Linked DNA regions of Mus musculus: all the other regions are linked to region 2. A link is a contact called in public promoter capture Hi-C data. All regions are on one chromosome and are shown on one strand. Each heading gives the region's core, a stretch centred on a gene start, on an enhancer-like site or on the middle of the called end of the contact. The rest is flanking DNA. Distances are from core to core; before and after follow the strand shown. Region 1 holds the start of Parp6 (poly (ADP-ribose) polymerase family, member 6). Region 2 overlaps Neo1 (neogenin). Region 3 holds the start of Arih1 (ariadne RBR E3 ubiquitin protein ligase 1).

The links. Promoter capture Hi-C pulls out the DNA fragments that hold promoters and counts their contacts.
Region 1: a promoter capture Hi-C map of cranial neural crest shows a contact between it and region 2. The contact joins the promoter of Parp6 here to the enhancer-like site in region 2. A contact is called at or near these places in 5 of 39 promoter capture datasets (the 3T3-L1 cell line, the HPC-7 cell line, cranial neural crest and 1 more) and 2 of 115 datasets of contacts at active chromatin or transcription factors (astrocytes and embryonic forebrain).
Region 3: a contact with region 2 is called in a promoter capture Hi-C map of cranial neural crest. The contact joins the promoter of Arih1 here to the enhancer-like site in region 2. A contact is called at or near these places in 4 of 39 promoter capture datasets (the 3T3-L1 cell line, cranial neural crest, maxillary cranial neural crest and 1 more) and 3 of 115 datasets of contacts at active chromatin or transcription factors (embryonic basal ganglia, embryonic stem cells and epiblast stem cells).

What each region holds. Positions count from the first base shown.
Region 1 is chr9:59,614,322-59,618,935 of GRCm38.p6, reverse strand. Parp6 (poly (ADP-ribose) polymerase family, member 6) reads right to left here and starts at 1,652. Exons shown (of 24, transcript NM_001205239.1): 1 at 1,528-1,652; 2 at 229-468. Gm51709 (a long non-coding RNA gene) reads left to right here and starts at 1,812. Exons shown (of 3, transcript XR_003948337.1): 1 at 1,812-1,949.
Region 2 is chr9:58,931,156-58,935,355 of GRCm38.p6, reverse strand. It overlaps Neo1 (neogenin), which reads left to right. Exons shown (of 28, transcript NM_001042752.1): 8 at 4,181-4,200. Among named protein-coding and RNA genes, the nearest start is that of Neo1, 100 kb to the left of the region's middle. Within about 2 kb of position 2,250, at least 2 of the 459 cell types and tissues checked have an H3K27ac peak or open chromatin away from gene starts, as enhancers often do.
Region 3 is chr9:59,483,384-59,487,810 of GRCm38.p6, reverse strand. Arih1 (ariadne RBR E3 ubiquitin protein ligase 1) reads left to right here and starts at 1,437. Exons shown (of 14, transcript NM_019927.2): 1 at 1,437-1,832. The coding sequence starts at 1,464.

The DNA.
Region 1 (4,614 bases), core at 403-2,902, 680 kb before region 2:
GTGGTCCTAACTGCTGAGCCATCTCTCTCACTCCTGACTGTAGCTCTATAAGCAAAGATTTTACTGTTTTCACCATTCTCAGCCTCTATAACACATTTACTGAATTAGTGAATGAGCCCTCAGCTATGTACCTAGGCCAAATAGGAGGTAAGTATAAGAACTTAAATGCTGCTACTAAACTGACAAAAATCACACAAAATGCTTTTTAAAAATCAAGACTTCATTCACCTTCAAGAGCAGCTGAGGTGCCAATTATGAAGTTTGGGACCAGGGTTCTTTTAGATTGAAAACAGTCAAATGCTGCTCTGGACGAAGAGGGAAGCACTACAGTCCAGCCTGGGTTGTCTTGGGGTGAGCAGTAGAATGAGGGCAGCTTAGGCTAGAAGTGCCAACTTTCTCAAGGTCTTTCACTGTAGAAGTCAAGGAAAACTGAGCATCTCCTCAGGGTTTGCTGCTTGGTTTCTGATGCTATTAAAAGGAGGGGGTAAAAAAAATCAGTTTTTCTAAGGAAAAGACAGTTATGAAATGACCAGCTTCTCCAACCAGACTGTTTTAGTAAAAAAAGACTTGAATCCTCAACACTCCATGGCCTTCTCTCAGGAATGGAGAGTAGATTTAAAAGCTGGAGAGTGGGAAAAGGCAGATGGTGGAGCACGGAATTCATTAAAAAAGAAAAAAAAAAAAAAAGAGGGGGCTGAGAGATGACCTAGTTCAAAGTTTTCATGTTACATATTTAATACTCCAACCTAGGGAGGTCACAAAACTTGCATAAGTAACTTGAACGTTTGATAGGGCCAAATCTATCCATTTTTTCATGTAATAACTAGTTCGGGGTGGGGGTGGGGGGCAGATCTGGAACCTTTCAAGAGGAGCTAGATCAAATAGAGACTATTAAGAGTGCCCAGAGAAGTGTGCTGTTAGGCTCAGTGTTTATTCTGGGGGATGGCAGCTCGCATTAACACGCTTGGTCTATTTCTATGAGATCGTGCCAACGGTAAATAAGCCTTCGGACGACCCACAAAGGTCTTTTTCTCTACGTCCATTGGCACTTTTCAGAGTGACCATTTAACGTATACCTAGTCAAGAGACGCCTCTGATCTCAACGTCTACATTCTGGGCTTGACTTCCAGCTCAGTGTGCTAGGAGAAGAAAACTCCACTCCAACGGAAGTGTCAAAAGGACTAGGCTACTAAACAAAGGGCGAAGGAGGGTGCGGAGGGGCGAGACCCGCGGGCCAGCGCTAACCCTAGCCCGGGCGGAGGGAGAAGACCAAGACGCTCGCGAGGACACCTGCGCATGCAGGGCAGGGCCTGAGGCCTCTTCTCCAGGTGTCCCCCAAAGCCCTCAGCTCCGGCCTTCCCCGTTAAGGACCCGTCTGCGGCTCGCCGCCGCCAGCCGCCCAGCCGAGCGAAGCCTGTCAGCATCCCTTACTTGGTCCCTCAGGCAGGGCGGACCTTGCCAGCAGCCCGACCGCCCCGCCCCATCCCCACTCCAGCCTCCCCACACGCCAGCCTAGAGAGTACTCACGGCGACCCCGGGCCGCGCGCGGCCGCCGCGGAGGGGACGAGCGGCCCGGGACGCCCCGCGGGGGCGGAGCGGCAGGCCAAGGGGCGGGGACCGAGGCGGGCGGGTGAGGTCGCGCACCACACGCCTCAGCGTGCGGTCTCGGGCACGCCGGGGCGCTCTGCGCATGCTCAGGCGAAGACACCGCGATCAGGTGTCCTCTTCCGACCAACCGCGGTGCGTGCTGTACCTGGGCGTGTCCCCACCCCAGGGTGCTAGCCAGGGCGCGCGTGCGCAGTGATCCAGAGTTGAAGGCGTGAGGAAGCGAGAGAGTGGCGCTTGCGCTTTGGGGCCCGGAGGGAGCTTGAGAAAGAGGTTCTCCGGACATGCCGAAATATAATGTTTTTCTTTGTCGCCTCGTGTGGTTAGGAGGGTTGCAGAAGAAGGTAATCTAGATTGCCTATATAGAGATACTGAGGTGCCCCTTTGGTGCAGCTTGAAGCCAGACAAAAATAGGAATCAAAAGTTAAAATTCTGAAATCTGACTTGCTCCCATGTTCATTTGCTTCGGTGTACCGACCGCACCCAGGCTTTCTCATCACACAGGGGACTGGGGACATAGCTCACTTGGAAGAGTGTTTGCCTAGCAACCACAAACCCTTAGTTTATGCACAGGTGTGTAAATCCCGTGTCGTGCCTGTAGTCTGTATAATGTTATCTCAGCATTCAGAAAGTTGAAGCACAAAAATCAAGTTAGAAGTCTTTTTGTTTTTTGTGGTTTTTTTGTTTTTGTTTTTGTTTGTTTTGTTTTGTTTTTCGAGACAGGGTTTCTCTGTATAGCCCTGGCTGTCCTGGAATTCACTCTGTAGACCAGGATGGCCTCCAACTCAGAAATCCACCTGCCTATGCCTCCCAAGTGCTGGGATTAAAGGCGTGTGCCCCCATAGAAGTCTTAAGCTACATAGCCAATTCAAGGCCAGCCTGGGATATATGAAACCATCTCAGAAATTAACTAAATGAAACATTTTAGTTGGGATGGAAGAGAAAGCTCAGCAGCCAAGATCAGTGGCTGCACTTGTCAAAGGCCTGGGTTGGGTTCCCAGCACCTACGAGTCAGTTCACAATAATTTGAAACTCCAGTTTCAGGAGATCTACTACCCTCTCTGGCCATCACAGGCACTAGGAACCAATGCGTTGCACGCACATATATGCAGGAAAACACAAACATGCATATGTAAAATTAATCTTAAAAAAAAAAAGTGGGGCTGGAGAGATGACTCAGGGGTTAAGAGCACTGGCTGCTCTTCCAGAGGTTCTGAGTTCAATTCCCAGCAACCACATGGTTGCTCAGAACCATCTATAGTGAAATCTTGGGCCCTCTTCTGGCATGCAGGTGTACATGCAGATACTCATACATTAAAAATAAAAAAAACCCTTAAAAAAAAAAAAGTGTGGGACGGTAGTGGTGCATGCCTTTAATCCCAGCACTTTAAAGGCAGAGGCAGATCTCTGAGATGCTAGTCTGGTCTACAGCACTAGTTCTAGGACACTCAAAGCTACACAAAGAAACAGTCTCAAAAAAAAAGAAGGAAGGAAAGAAGAGAAAATTAAATTATTGCATTCTTGGCTTGAGCCGTTGTGCTTGCCCCCTGGGTTCTAGTTTCTCTCCTTGCTTACTCATGAGTCTCAACTGGATCGAGCCAAGGATCCCCAGGCCGCTGACTGCTAACAGATTTTGGTGTTTTGTTACATTGTAATAACTGAAGAAAACTGAGGGATATACTCCAGTCTCAGAGTGCAATAGTTCACAGTAGTTCAGAACTGGACTTAGGGTCACATAGTCTTCTGAGAGCATGCACTGTGGAAATGTGTTCAACATAAGAAAACACAAAGGTTTTGTTCCCATGAATGAAATGTGGAATGGCAGAATCCCACAACCTCCCAGGATTCCCTCTCTTTAACCCTTTCCCTCTCATGCTCCCGTACTCAATGAATTTTAACTGCTTTATAGATTATTATGCTCTTCCTGGCTTTCTTCATTTTCCATTAGTCAGTTACTCCCTCTCTCCCTCCCTCCCTGCCTCCTTCCCTCCTTGACTGTCTCCCTCCCTGCCTCCCTTCCTCCCTCTGTGTGTGTGTGTGTGTGGGGGGGTGATGGGGGTGGGGAGAGAGGGGGAGGGGGAGAGAGAGAGACTCTCACCAAAAGAGTTGTTTATAAATGGATTGACTGGTTGGCCAGCAAACTCCAAGGATTCTCTTGTCTCTTCCTCTCCAGTGCTGGGATTACAGATGGTACTACTGTACCCCACTTTTTACATGGGTAATGAGGATCTGACTTTGAGTCTTCCAAGTTTTCATGCAGATTTTTACTGACTGAGTCACCACCCCAGGACCTACATCACTATAATCTCAGTTCTGTTAGTAGACCTAGTGAAACACTGTCCTCTGATCAGAGAAACAATGGTTGTTTCAAGTGACCTTCACAAGACTGGGAGTGAGGGATAGAATGGAGTGAAGGCCACTGGACTCTAACATAAGATCCCAGCCACTCCCTCTTGAGCCTCCCCCACCCCCCACCCCCACACAGTATGCCTTCTCCGCCACGATGGACTTAAGTTTCTCTGAAATCATGAGCCAGACACACAGCTTTTCTTCCATGAGCTGTTTCTGTCAAGTATTTTGTCAAGCAGAGTGATTAATGCAAAAGTGAAGGAAATAACTCAGCTTTATAGACTTGAGCTTGTGGGTAGACATCCTTTTCAGTCAGTCCAGCCCACGAGCTCATTCTCTGGAAATTGTGTTTTCTACATCCATGCTTGAGACACATAGCCCTGGGTATGTTTCCTGAGATGTCTGGTGCCTAAATTGCAATTGACTGAGCTGTGGAGTGGATTCCTCATCCAAGATGTGTTAATCAGAGTGTCCTGTTTTGGGATTGTGAGATTAGGCTGAGAGGTTAAGAGTCTGATTGGACCTCACCCTATCTATTCTGAGGGATGAGGATGAAGAAAGACAAGCTGCCAATGAGAATAAAAGAAGAGGCAGAGAAATAGGGAGTCTAGTCTCAACTTCCTGGAAGCTTCCCAGCCCTTTCTGAAGACCTCTGACCCG
Region 2 (4,200 bases), core at 1,001-3,500:
TTTAATACAAAATGGAATTTATGATGTCCTGGTTATTATTGGAATACTTCTCAAGTCAGGTATGGTGGTGCATGTTTTTAATCCTAGCACTCAGGAGGCAGAGGCAGGAAGATTTCTGTGAGTTCAAGACCAGCTTGATCTACAGAGAGAGTTCTGGAACAGCCAGGGATACACAGAGAAACCCTGACTAGAAAGACCAAAAGCAAACAAACTAACTAAAATCAAACAAACAAACAAACAAACAAAGAAACCATCTGTGCAAGGAATAATAAAAGTGACTCTATGCTTGGGAATATTCAAATTCGTTTTTATACAGATGTAGTAGCCTCTTCAAGCCATATGTTGTACAAAAGTTTGTGAAGCAACATGTTTGGCATCATTCCATTTCTTTCTTTACGTGTGTAAATATAAAGACATCTGTGTGAGTCAGCTCTCTATTGCTGTGATAGAGTATCTGGGGAAACTGCCTAGAGGAAGAAAGCTTGTCTTTGCTCATGCTTATGGAGGTTTTGTCCATGGTTGTGTAGCTCTGTTGCTTTGGGCTTACTGTAGTGAGGTATTTCATAAGGAGAGTGTTAGCGGAGCTTGTTCACTTCATGACTCCTGAGAAGTTGAGGAGAGGGAGACAGAGAAAGGGTTTAGGAGAGAGAAGAAAGGAGATCCCAAGAAATATTTCAGAAGATAAAGATACCAATTACATTCTACTATACATACTTGGATATAATGGAAAGTGAGGGGTCTCTGCAGATGTCAGACAGAGAAGCAAACCACATGAAAAGATAAGAATGAAAACCAGATTGACTTTATCAGCCTGGATCAGACTTCTGAGAGTCTAATGCCAGGTGGTTCCTTGTCAGCGTATTTAAAACATAGTACAATATGGGAAAAGGTTTCCAGGCAACAATCAGTCCAATTCCAGATGCACAATAAAGCTTAAGATGTTGGCTACATAGAAACTCCTTTTCAAAGTACATGTAACTATGAGGTGGTTTCCATAGATAAAAGGCCTAGAATCTAGTGTGGTCTCTGACCAATAGCATAGAGGTCAGCAGACCATAAGGGATCTCCCCCAAGGTAATGGTCTAGAGGGGGAAGAATCTGGGATAAACATTCTGTGCCATCTCCCTAAGGATGAGTTGAGGGATGGAAGAGTCTGGGGAAAGCATTCTGGCACATTTGGGTGAGGACTGCCTCCACAGTTAGCAGCCCCCACTCTCAGCTTTCTGGATGGAATGCAGGTGTGTGATTTCTCTCCTCCACTGAGGAGAAATCACACCCCTTCATGATTAACATTCCTGGTTCCCATAATGCTTCTCTGGAGTACCCTCGTACCCTCCACAGGAAAGGAAGACGTTAGTTCTTCTACTTACACACTTGTGCTTGTTGTAAGTTGTTTTTATAATTTACTGTGTCTTTACAATAAAAAGCATGAAATTACCTCCACATGGTTGAACAGCCTAGCAGCTTCCAGGCACAGGAGCTCTTTTCAGTAGGCTCTCTGCAGTACATGATCTTGGCTGGTATTTAATCTAGGGTGTCTAGCAAGGACTACTGTCTGGGAGAAAAAGATTGCAGGATTAAGATTTAGAAGTGTTGCATGCAAACAACATAGGATTCTCCTGTAGAATTGTCAGATTAGCACTAGGCTCCCATGTATCTCTTTGTCTCTGTGTCTCCCTCTGTCTCTCTAATACACACACACTCCCTTTTTCCCTCCCCACCCCCTCCTTTCTGGTATACTTGTTAACTTATACATGTGATGGTGTATGGAGCTGTACCTTCGTTGACACTCATGCATTGTGTAGATCTCACCCAATTCTAGGCAACGTCACCATGAACATCCCTGGAACTTAACAATATAGTAGAGTTCTTTACATGAGGAAATAAAGGGCTACCGAGAATGAACCTTTCCCAAGACACTCTTGCAGTTTGAAGGAATTTAGAAACTACACACACACACATTTTGTATTTCAAAATGAAATTTTAAATGTGCCTACTCACAGCTCGCTTCACTGACTTAAGTAGGTGTCAAATTAGAATAATTGGATCCTCTTAACCAAGGGCAACATGTCCAGCACAGAACTTAATGGTTTCCACCTTCAGAAACAGCTTCAGGTGTGTGTAATGTGTTAGTCAAGTGAAGGTATTGGTCCCAGACTGGCCTGTGTCTGTTGCTATAAACATGGACAGTGTGAACAAAGAAGCAGAAAGGCTCGTTCTTTTGCAGAGAGCCAGAAAGATCCAGAGTACAGCACGAACAGTATGTCCCCTGCACAACAGTCTCTCTAGGCTGGGGAACTAGATTGGGATCAACCAGTAGAAGACTGTGAGCCCTGTGCTGAGATTTTCAGGCTTATACTATGGGAAGTTTTGGAGCAGAGTGAGTGATCAGATCTTTGAACTCTCAGGAGTAAATTCTAATGTCAGGAGGACAACAAAACAGCATAATTTTTCAAAGATTGTAATTGCATATACTTGGCCTCAAGATCTGTGGTTTCACTTAGGCTCTGAGCTGCGATGACTGATTTCTAAAAGTCTTGGAGTAGTTTCCAGATGTTTTAATTTTGTGGAAGACTTAGATAGGTTGTTTTAAAATCAAGTGTTTGGTATAACAGAAATGCCCTAGAACGCTGTGAGCACTGCTATTTTATATCAGACTATGTGTCTCAGTATATTTGTGCTTATAGCTGAAGAAAACTTTATAATGTTACATTTTAATAGACTAACTCTTCCAAGGATTAGACATAAAAAGAGAACAGAAAAGAATAAGTGATTCCTAGTGACACAGCCACACTGGAAGTGAAGTTTCCATTTCCTGCTGGCTACATTCAGGGTCTTTACACTACAAGTCAGAATTTGGTTATTAGTCTACCACTTGCTATGACCCAGGTTGTATCTCCTTTAAATATCATCCTCTGTAAGACTGAGACAATATGGCAGTACAGATTACAGAATTGTTGTAATGATTTACTGGTCCACATAAATGAGGCAGAGTTCCTTGTGGAAAGTGCTCAGATACCTCTAGGAGACTGTTTGCCTTATTGCCCTACCACTTAATTCAAAACTGTGTACAAGGTAAGAGTGCTTATCTAGGCTAGTAGAAGCCCTGTGCTCCATCTCCACAAACGGCAGGTATAGGAGAAATGAAGTCTACAAATTATTTTCTTCTCTGACTGTTTCCTACCAATTTTCCCAGGAAGTTTGTAGTAATTTCTCTTTTTCTAGCATGAGGCCCTCTCTGAGGGGTGGGGTGGTATGTGTGTGAGCGAGATTAAGTTTGAACTTTTGTCTCTAAAAGGGAGATTTAGGTTGAGTACAAGGAATAAAATTTCTAAAATCAGAACTATCTCATAGATAGGCCACCTCAGGAAGAGCAGGTTGGCTACAGCTGCTTAGTGCTAGCATTACTTCATCTCTCGCACCCAGTACTGCATTCTGGAGCTGTTAACATGGTGGTGAAGATCCTGGCAGAGGATCCTAAGTTACCTATATTGTTTTTGTGGTCTTGGAATTTTGGGTTCGGTTTTTTATAGTGATAAAACTAAATGGATTGACATAAGGACAATTGAAGTGTAATTTATCAAGATGAGGAAAGTTGTCACTTCCCTGGGTATTGCCGATGTGGATAACAGGCTAAGCATTAAAGTTGGAAGTGTAGCTTTCTAATCTGTAAAGCTGAAAAAATAAATGAAGTCATATACCCCTACCACAGACTTTCCCCTGGGGCCCTTTGTAGAGTGTAATGAGGAGTATCTATACTATAATCATTATAGATAGGTTTTTCCATGTTTTGGTAAAGTAGAAAATACTGAGAGTTATATGCAGAGTTTGACACATATTGCATGCTGCTTTCAATATTAAGAAGATTGCCTGGGCACTGCTGTGTCGTCATTTAAGATGTGTTATTCTCAGCTGTCTTTTCCCTGTTCCTTATCCACAACCCTTATCAGATCAGAAAATCTGTTCCACAGTGATGTGTCTTGAATATCCCCATTAGTTTGCAGTAGTTACCCCAGCCTGCATGTTAGCCTTCAGTTTAATGGCCTTTTTTATGTTCATTCATTTTATTTTATTTCCCATCGTGGTTTTGTTTATTTCTTTTTTGTTTTTTGTTTTTCTGTTCTCTTTAAAAACCGTCGTGGTTTGCCCTTCATATTCCCCAATGTTTGCACATGACAAGATGTTGCCATCCCAACATTA
Region 3 (4,427 bases), core at 188-2,687, 550 kb before region 2:
ACTGGAAGAGGGAGGTCTCTTAAGCCTCTACTTCCTTCAAAACACTTTCCTGGCTCTGGTGTCCTATTTTCAAGGTATTAAGTCTAAAGCAAACAAAACAAGATAAACCCAGTCTTGGAAAGGCATTAAGTGCTTTGTCATGACCTCTAACTAATTTGCCCAATACTTCCCATTTACTGATTGAGTTTTAAACTTCAGCCTTGTAACTATTGTGAACCTTCTGTTTTGACCCAAGGCCATCTTCCTCTCCTCCTCTGTTGAAATAGCCATCCATCAACCCAGCTCACTTCTGCACTATTTCCAGATAAGCAGTCTCTCTTGGTCTTTGTAGATGTGGTTTGCCTGCACTGTTTCCTGGAATTATCACTGTAATTTACATAAAATGTAAGATTTATTATGTATCAGAAAACCTCTCTGCTCCATTGCTGGGGACTGAAATTGGGGCCTTTGTGCATGCTGGACAGGTGTATGCCACCACAAGGTATATACACTTTTATTTTTAGAGTCTCGGGTGCCTCCGCTATAATCTGGGTACTAGGACTCTGTGGTAATGAGCACTAATCTATGGAAGGCCCTTAGTGATTGAGGAATTGATGGCCTTAATTGAGGAACAGGACTGTCACATTGTTCCGGACCCTCAAGAAGTGCTTGTCAAGATGAGTTCAGGAACTGAGTCTTTACTATGACGTCACATCAGGGGGACCCAAGAACCGCTGTAGAGCCACGAGTGGACAGCAACACTCCAACTACCTGTCACCCAACTTGGAGGTTCCGCGTACTACTACCTTCCAGGCAGTAACTCGGGCAACCGGAATTTTAGCAGCACAGCTACCGGCTTCCCGGAACTAGCCAGGGCGTGTCAGATGTGCCTGTGAGGCCCGGAAGCGAGAAAGGTCCTCGGAGAAAACCTCCGCTTGGGCGCTCCCCAGACTCCTCCCCACGACCGGAAGGCCCCAGCCTCCTCACGTCAAGGAGCCACAGCTTCCCAGTGTCTCCGGGCCACCGCCGCGCCGCCGCGCTCCCGTCCTGCTCAGGCTCGGCCGTGGGGTCTCCCCAAATACTACGCAGGGGCCAAGGGGCGTGGCGCGGTGACGTGCAGCGGACCGACGCGATGACGTAGCGCGGCGCGGTGACGCACGCCCCTTTGTTGGCTCAGTAGCGGTAGCAGCGGCCGCGGAGGTGGCGCAGGGGACTGTTTTCCGTCCGAGCCCGGAGCGGAGCGGCGTCTGACTGAGGCCGGCAGCAAGCGGCCCCCGCGCTCCCTCCCGCCCTGCTCCGCGCCCTCCCCGCCGCCGCCACCGCCCGCCTCCAACCGCCGCACGCGGGGAGCAGCCGCGGCCCACGGGGCCGGAACCAGGCCTGCGTCCGGACGGCAGCCGGAGCCGGAGCGAGAGCCGGGGCCTCGGCGTCCCCGCCCTCTCCGCGCCGCGGCCAGCGTCTGCCGGGCCCGCGCGCGTCGCGCCATGGACTCGGACGAGGGCTACAACTACGAGTTCGACGAGGACGAGGAGTGCAGCGAGGAGGACAGCGGCGCCGAGGAGGAGGAGGACGACGACGAGGACGAGCCGGACGATGATAACCTGGATCTGGGCGAGGTGGAGCTGGTGGAGCCCGGGCTGGGCGTCGGCGGGGAGCGAGACGGACTGCTGTGCGGGGAGACTGGCGGTGGCGGCGGCAGCGCTCTGGGTCCGGGAGGCGGCGGCGGCGGTGGCGGTGGCGGCGGCGGCCCGGGACACGAGCAGGAGGAGGATTACCGCTACGAGGTGCTCACGGCCGAACAGATCCTGCAGCACATGGTGGAATGTATCCGGGAGGTCAACGAGGTCATCCAGGTGAGGGGCCCCGCCACGCCATCTGGCCCCGGAGCCGGCTTAGGGAGCGGACCCAAGGCGGCCTGTGCGGCGCCGAAGAGCAGGCCAGGGCCTGGCTCGTCACGGGCCTGTGTGCCCTGCCGGCCGGTCGGGAGGTGCGCTTGGGCGGTGCTTCCCGGAGTCCTGGCATGGCGGAGGCCTGGGGCTGCCTGAGCGGCTATGGCCGGCAGTTCCTGCATGACTACGGCCGGAGGATGGGATACCGGGGCGGGCTAGAGGCGGGTGAGGTGGTGAGTGTGAAAGAGGTGTCAGAAAGAACCCGGCCCTTTTCTCAAGGTTTATCCCTAGCCCTTGAGTCTTTTGAGCAGTTTCAGATGGGATTAGGGCAGGCCCTTCAGAGCAGCTTTAGTGTATGATTGCTCCAAGTGGGCACCGGCTAATAAAGAAATGGATCTCCTTGGCAGTCCTAAGTGGCTACTTAAAGGTGGGGGAAGGGAACTATTTCTCGGAAGAGGTGCTGATGGACCTTATTTTCTGATGGTGAGGCTTATGCCTACATTTTTGGGGGAGTGGGAGGAGTATGTTTTCTTTGGGACCTAACTGCTACTTCTTCCATTGGTAGCAAGTAACTTGATGGAAGCTGTTGGAATAGTTATTGCAGATCCCCTACCCACCCTTGCAGCTTCGGCAACAATAAAACACAGTGTTGTCTAATTGGACAAAACTCTATTGTGAATTAGAAAGTAGAGGCATTCCGGCTTCTGGACTCTATTCTCTGAAGGTTTCTGTTTCGTGCATAGAAGTTAAACTTGCTTCAGACCAGAAACTGCATCCTATTTAACGCTATATACATCCCGATTTTGTATTTTTGAGCTTTAGGAAATAAATTTACATTTGTTTGGGGGAAAAGTTGTTACAAATGGGATATGATTGGAAAGTAAAGATAACATAGGACCCGGTGGTGAAAGTCTGAAATTTCAGTTACTTAGAAGGTCGAGGCAGATGGATGGTGGCAAGTTCAAGGCCTACCTGGACTACAGAGTGAGCTCAAAGCTGTCCCGGGCAACTTGGTGAGATTCTCTCAAGATAGAGTAAAAAGAGGGCTGGAGATAATAACAGCTCAGTGGTAGAGCAAAAAGTTCGAGGCTCTAGGGTCAGCCTCGAAAAATGTTGGAAAAATGAAAAATCAGAGTGAAATCTTGATTCATTTTAACTTTTAGAAAATAGTAGCTACATGGAAGGAAACTACATATGAACAAGAAGTTACTCTTTTTTTTAAGCACATTGCTTCTTAACTTTAGAATGGACAGATTATCAGTGTTACTGCCTACTTGCTGACTTTCCATTATTAACATGTTTATGGTTTGATTCAGAAGGCACCGTTTTGCAGATTAAACCTTGTAGGCATTAAAGAATGTGTTTGGTGTAATGGAAAAATCTCATCTAGTGTTGTTGGTAGTGGAAACTCAATTTTCATTGTAGATGATGGTGCATTTTTCAATAAAAAAATAAATGGGAGGATTGTAGAAGTCAGTTAAGTTTCACTGCTCTAGTTTTTATATAATTAATTGAGATTTCTTTCTTTCATTTTTTTTTTTAAAGAAACAAAAAAATTGCATTAGCAAGGAATTTGGTTAAAACTTGAATTGCTTTTATTTACATGCAATTATATTAAATCATCAAACTTACCTAGCTTACTGGCATTAAAATTATGTTTTGAAATAAATCAAAGATATTCTCAAAAATAACTTTTTGACTTAAAAGTGTGTATTTTACTTTAGTTAAATCTCATCCAGTTTTGTCAGTTCTTAGATTTATCTCAGTTACCAGTCAGGTAGCTGTTATGCATGACATTATCCTTTCTTGTTTTAGATAAGAATGAATGCTGATGAACTACTAAGACCTATAAAAACTGGGGATTTTGGTGGGGGTAGGGGGGTAGTGTCGTACTTTTCCATATTTTCTTGATTTATTACTTTAGCATTTATGAGTAATACTGTTCTTAAGTAGCATTCATGAACACCCGAGCATGTATCCCTTGTTGAAAGTTTATAATTAGAAATACCAGTCAAGGCAAAGGTAGGATATATCCCAGACCATCATTCCTTGAGCTAGTATTCTTATACATCTAAACTAGGCTTGATTCTGTTTTAGGTTATTTAAATTCAAAGCATTGCTTGGATGTACAGGCACATTGTAAGAAAAAAAAAATCTCACAAGTAAAGAGAAACTTTACTAAGTAAGTTACCAAGAGACATCAAAATTTGAGCTGTAGCTAGTTTACTGGAACCTACATAGCCATACATATTTAAAAAAAACAAACAAAAACCAGAATGGTTTTGTGTAATTTGTTTTCAGTGGGGAGAAAAACCAGAAAGAATTTCTGAAGAACTTTCTCTAATAAATAACTACTCTTTTAAAGAACTTAGTGATTGCACATTAATTTGTATAGCCAATCTATTTACTGGCTTTTTATAGTTTTTAACTTAAAAGTATACATATCAGAGGTCAGACATAGAATATTTTCTTATTTCTTCGTGTAAGTCCACTTGTAGAATTAAAGTGAAAGGCTCATTTTCAAGGGATTGAGATGGTGTTAAGTGTTTTCAAGTTAAA